Regions from separate parts of the Mus musculus genome. Here region 1 is linked to region 2. The links are chromatin contacts, called in public Hi-C maps. All regions are on one chromosome and are shown on one strand. The core of a region is the stretch at or near the end of the contact, and the rest is flanking DNA. Distances in the headings are between cores, read along the strand shown. Region 1 overlaps Msra (methionine sulfoxide reductase A). Region 2 overlaps Msra (methionine sulfoxide reductase A).

Evidence for each region. Hi-C and Micro-C count contacts between places; a contact is called where the count stands out from the background.
Region 1: a contact with region 2 is called in a Hi-C map of forebrain, with 2.2 times the contacts expected there. The contact joins two enhancer-like sites. A contact is called at or near these places in 3 of 484 Hi-C or Micro-C datasets (bone marrow-derived macrophages, embryonic stem cells and forebrain) and 1 of 115 datasets of contacts at active chromatin or transcription factors (embryonic basal ganglia).

The regions. Positions count from the first base shown.
Region 1 is chr14:64,372,322-64,375,021 of GRCm38.p6, reverse strand. The region is part of intron 1 of Msra (methionine sulfoxide reductase A); the gene reads left to right. Among named protein-coding and RNA genes, the nearest start is that of Gm52130, 33 kb to the left of the region's middle. Within about 2 kb of position 1,406, at least 40 of the 459 cell types and tissues checked have an H3K27ac peak or open chromatin away from gene starts, as enhancers often do. A contact at or near this core is called in forebrain, where this site is marked.
Region 2 is chr14:64,163,127-64,165,826 of GRCm38.p6, reverse strand. All of the region lies in intron 5 of Msra (methionine sulfoxide reductase A), which reads left to right. Among named protein-coding and RNA genes, the nearest start is that of Gm52129, 35 kb to the left of the region's middle. Within about 2 kb of position 1,311, at least 47 of the 459 cell types and tissues checked have an H3K27ac peak or open chromatin away from gene starts, as enhancers often do. A contact at or near this core is called in forebrain, where this site is marked.

The DNA of each region.
Region 1 (2,700 bases), core at 157-2,656, 210 kb before region 2:
GAGGACATGTATAGTTCAGTGGAGAGGTACCAGAGTGGTTTTGACCCCAACTAGAAAAGGGGCAGGAAACAGAGACCAGGGTTGTTCAAAATGACCAGGGGGTACCCCTTTTCTCACTAACTCCCTCACTTGGCTCAGATGTCACCTACTGTCTCACCTGGCCTCCCTATTCAGAAGAAAGGAAGAGTGTCTTTTTTTTTTCCCCAAGTGAGTGACTCTGGAGTGAGTGATTGAGTGGGTTAGTGTTGCTGTGATCTAAGTCAGAGCGACATAACCTCCCCTTCTGATGGATGCTGTTGGTCACAGAGTACAAACCTGGTGTAGGAAGAGAGAGTACCAAAAGGGCACAAAGCCCAGGAGGCACAGGCATGGGGCCATCTTGGCTACGACTCTCCAGTTTCTGGCACAGTACCGCAAATAGTAAATGGTACAGAGCAATGAGCAGCACAGGGCAGGCTGTGGAAGAGAGGCCCGCCACTGCTCCTGGTCCAGGCTCACTAGTGTGCAAGGCTGTACTACCTGGAGGATCTGGGGCTTCATGTGCCAGAGAAATGAATATGACCCAGTCTCTCTGTCGCTTCTGAGAACTTACCTTGCTGACCCAGAACATGCATAGACCCCTGACCCCAAGAGCTTTCCCCAGTTATGCTGGGGCTGTTATGCAAAGTTCCAAGGGTGAGCCGTGGCTTTGGTGGGCTTGGGAGAATGAGCATGTCCCCTGTCACCAGAAGCCCTGATTTGGGTACCTGTGTCTGTGAATTTGACAGTTCCATGATGACTTCCCTAGGGGCTCTGCCATGGGCTGCTATGATGGCCACCTAGCTACCCTGGCTGACCTTGGACTTGAGCCTAGTCAGGTTGAGTGCTGATGGGCAGGACTGAGTCTCTATTTCCTTTGAGTGCTGCTCATATACCTCACAAGCTGGAAAGGGAAAGTGCTTTCAGAAAAAGGCTCCATTTTTTGAAATACTGGGATGGGGTTCATAAATAGATGAGGGGGATCCTACTTCTCTACTTCATAGCCATTTTATGCATGTGTATAATGCTTTTTTATGCTATATAGAATTACATATATACATACATATACATATATACATATACATACATACACATATAAATACATATACATACATACATATATATATATATATACACATACACACATAATTTTTAAATGACCCACTAAGTAGGGTTACTTGCATGAGCATAGATGGGGTGGTGGTGGTATTTCCTGGAGAATAGGCAACTTAGCAGTGTCTACACCACTGAAGAAAAAAGACACCCCTCCCTCCCAGTTCCCTAGCAACCATTAACTTCCAGGAGTTCTTCAGCTAGGGCTGGGACCTCATAAGCTCCTCCCTCATCTTCCTTGGAATGTTGATGTGCTCAGCCTTGGGCAGGCAGTCACAGCTGCAGTGAGCTCAAGAGTGCAGTGGCCCTGTCAGCTCCAGAAGCCAGCTACACAGCACTCCTCCTCACCCTCTGGCTCTTGCCATGCTGTTAAGTACCCACCTTCTCTGTGAACAGAGCTCTGGCTTCCTAACCACTGGGGTGGTGGTCAGGGCTTCTCTTGGGAAATAAATGCTGAACATTTGTAACAGGAACACCCGATCTCCTTGCTTTCTGCTACTTGAAAATGCCAATGAGCCGAGACAGGAATTGAGTCTTTAAAATTGCTCTTTATTCAGAGAGCCTGCAATCTGGGAAAGCAGATTAACATATTTAAACTCTGCCTTGCATCTCATTTCCAGCTAGCAGATTAAACAGGAGGTGGTGTGCTGGTGGGTTTTTGTCAACTTGACACAACATTGACATATATGGGAAGAAGGAACCTCAACTGAGAAAATGCCTTCATAAGACTGGCCTGCAGGCAAGTAGTTTCCAAATTGATAATTGAGGTAGGAGGCTCCCCATTCACAGTGGGTGGTGCCACCCTGGGCAGGTGGTTCAGGATGGCATAAGGAAGTAGACTGAGCAGCCTTGAGGAGCAAGCTAGTAAGCAGTTTTCCTCCACTGCCTTTGCTTCAGTTCCTGCCTCCAGGTTCCTGCCCTGGCTTTCCTCAGAGATGGAGTCTGGCCCAAGCGTCATAGCTGAAGTAAATCCTCCCTTTCCCAAGCTGCATTTGGTCATGGTGTTTTATAACAGTATGAAATACAGATAAAATAGATAGAAACCCTAACTAAGACAGGAGGGGGCCAAGCCAGTCCCTTATTCTGGGGCTCAGGCTTGCCCCCAGACACCTGCTCAGGTGTCAGCCATGTTTCTGAAACTTGGGGTGTTTGAGCCTCTCTTGTTGCCATCCCTGGCACCCTTCCCTCATCCTGTATGTGTTGGGGTTTACACACTTCTTGAAACAGAGGCAACCTTGTACTGCTCCGGAGGCATCTGGATTGGGAGCACATTAACTCAGAAGAAACAAACCACCAACTCTGTGTGTGTGTATGTGTTAATACACTATATCTTGTATGTGCTGACTCCTTTTCACAATACAGAGAACACGTTTGTCCTTATACTATGTGCCCTGTCACATTTATGTATAGAATGTACGAACAGTAGGGCAGCTGGGAGAACTCTCAGGGGCGGCCTGACTGATGTTTGGAGCACACTGCCTCAGGGTGTGTCACACTGGTTTCGTTCCTGTTTGTATGGGAAGAGGTGCCCTGCCTTCTTCAGCAGTGCTGTGGTCAGCACCAGCCCAT
Region 2 (2,700 bases), core at 62-2,561:
TGCTTGCAGATACGGTAAACAGATAAACAGATAAACTCTGTGTGTGTGTGTGCTTGTGTGTGTGTGCGTGTGGTGGGGTCTGTAGCATATTGTCCCGACTAAATTAGGGAGGGGGTTGCTTTCTCTATTCTTAGATAAATAAGCCAAGTCTGAGACTCTGACTTAGACAACTACCGTGTTCTTAGCAACAGAACCGAGCCAGTCAGAGTGTACGTACCCTCCCACTTCCCTCTGGATGGGAACAAAGGAAGCCAGCCAGCAAGCAATTAAATGAAACTAAGATCGAAAAACCATAATGAACAACCCTGAGCCATTGGAGACAGACTGGGGGTGCTGTAGGGATTTGCAGGAGAAGATTCAAGTAGTCAGGAAGTAATGACTGCAATAGGAGCACCCAGTTTTGAAGCATCGGGTAGAGCTTCGTTCACAAGCCTTTAAAAGTGGCGGCTCCTGTTTTAATTATTATTCCCTGATCTTGAACCTGGACTGAGAATGTGGCTCAGTGGCTGAGTAGTTGTCTAGCCCCCACAAGGTCCAGGATCAATATGGAGCAATACAAATCAAGAAGACAGGGAGGAGGAAGGGGGACGGGGAGAGGGAGGGGGAAGGGAAGGGAGAGGAGGAGGAAGAGAGAGGAGAGAAGGGAAGATGGGTAAGAAGGGAGAAGGGGGATGTTGCTGTAGATAACTAATACCAGTTTAATGAACCGCAATAGACCTTTTAAACAGTGTGGGGGGGTCTTTCCCTCATAAAATCAACAGTGTGTCAAACACTGTGCTGAGTGCTTATTGACAGGCATGATCTTATTTAATGTCCCCTTCTTCCAGTCCATGAAGTAATACTGTTATTGTTCCTTCCCAAAGTAAGATTAGATAAATTGTGCCGAGTTACTCATTTCGGTGGGAGCTATGGCTCCAACCCAGGCCTGTGACGGGTGCCAGCACCACGTTGTATCATTGCCTACAAAGGCCTTGTGGAGGGGGTAGGGCAGACCTGTCACTTGAATAGGGTCAAAGTTGGGAGAACACTGCCAGACAAAAAGCCAGCATGACTAGAGGCACAAAAGCAGGGTGTGACACTTTGTAAGGACCCCAGGACCAAGTTGTACCATTGGAGAAAGCCCTCTGTAGGAGCAGGTGAGACCACTATCTGACAGGATCTTGAAGGAGGTGGTCAGTGTGGTGCCCGGGTTTGGGGGTCCATGGAAAGCCGGGCTGCCCCGGCGGGCAGATGTGCGCTCATTCACTGCCTTTGCCCGGTGCTCTGCTCAGCCTGCTCCTGGCTTCCTCCTTCCAAGCACAGGAAATGTGGGGGAGACATTCCCCTGCTACCAGGCTGATTGATCGAGAAGTCAGGCTGCCTTATGTTCAGCACTGAGAGCTGGCGGGCTTTTGTTCTTCAGGCCAAATTGCCAGGATGCTTTTCATCCCAGAACGCTTTGCCTGCAGAGCTCATGAGAAGCCCAGAAGTGAACGCACAGACTGCAGATTTGAGGTTTGTGGACAGAGCTGTCCGTAAAGGAGGGGACAGTGGTGTTCCTCAGCTCAAGGCCTGGAGGTGTCCGAAATGTAGGGTGCCTCACTGGAGCCACTGACTCCCCTTGTGCAGGCCTCAGCATCCTGTTAGAGAGCAGTGATGAAGCCAAGTTTCTTGTATGGCAGGCTTCGAAGGCCAGCCCTGTGATAAGGAAGGTATTGCAGGTCTAACTGCAGATCAGCAGTCAGTCATATAAACATTCTGCAACTTGCTCCATCCAGCATGACATCCGTCTTTCTGTGTGTCACCTTTTTTGCTGGGGTTCAGAACCTTGCAGAAGGAGCTGGCCAGGTCAAGGTCTTTGCTTTGCAGCCCTCAGAGTCCTGCTGTTCCATTTGCATTTCCCCAACTTGATTTGTCTTTGAATTCTCCTGAGCATCTGCACAGACAAGAGGGTTTGGGGCCTGACCTGCAGAGTCCCACCTGCTCCCTCCTTTTCTTCTGGCCCCTCTCCCCCAGCTTCTCTCCTCTCCATCTCCCAAGGCATTCAGAACAAAGCAGGGCTGTCATCTGCTCTCAGGAAGCCTGACCTCTGGTTAGACTAAAGCCATCAGGAGCAACCTGTATCCCCCTGCACACAGAGGCCTCTCCAGGGGTTGTCAGCTCAGCACCATGGACAACCCAAAAGGATGTTTGGCCTTTGAGATAGATGCAACCCTGTCCTATCAGAGGCAGTCCCATTGTTCTTATTTGCAGAACAGTATCTACATGGTGAATTCTTTTTGTTCCTTGTTTTTATTCTATATATTTATTATTGTGGTTGATGTCTGTGTGTCTGGTATGTGTGTGAGCACACACAGCCGCATGCTATGGCATGTGTGTGAAAGACAAAGAACAACGCTCAGAAATGATTCCCTCTTTCCATGTGGGTTCCAGGGATTGACCTCAGATCATCTGGTTTGTGTAGGAAGGGCCTTTACCTAATAAGCTATCTTATTGGCCTTGCCTGTGTATATGTTTCTATCGCATTGCCTGCTGGACTGATTTTTGTGAGCTAGTGGTTCTGTGATGCCTCAGAAAGAGCAAGGACCAAGGCGATCCTTTGCTAAACCTGCACCCAGCTCTTCTTGTCCTTTCAGCCATGGGAGACCACATCACAATCATAGCAAACAGGGACAGTTAGCAGATTAGTTAGGTTTCAAACCTGGGGCAAGTGGCTGAGGT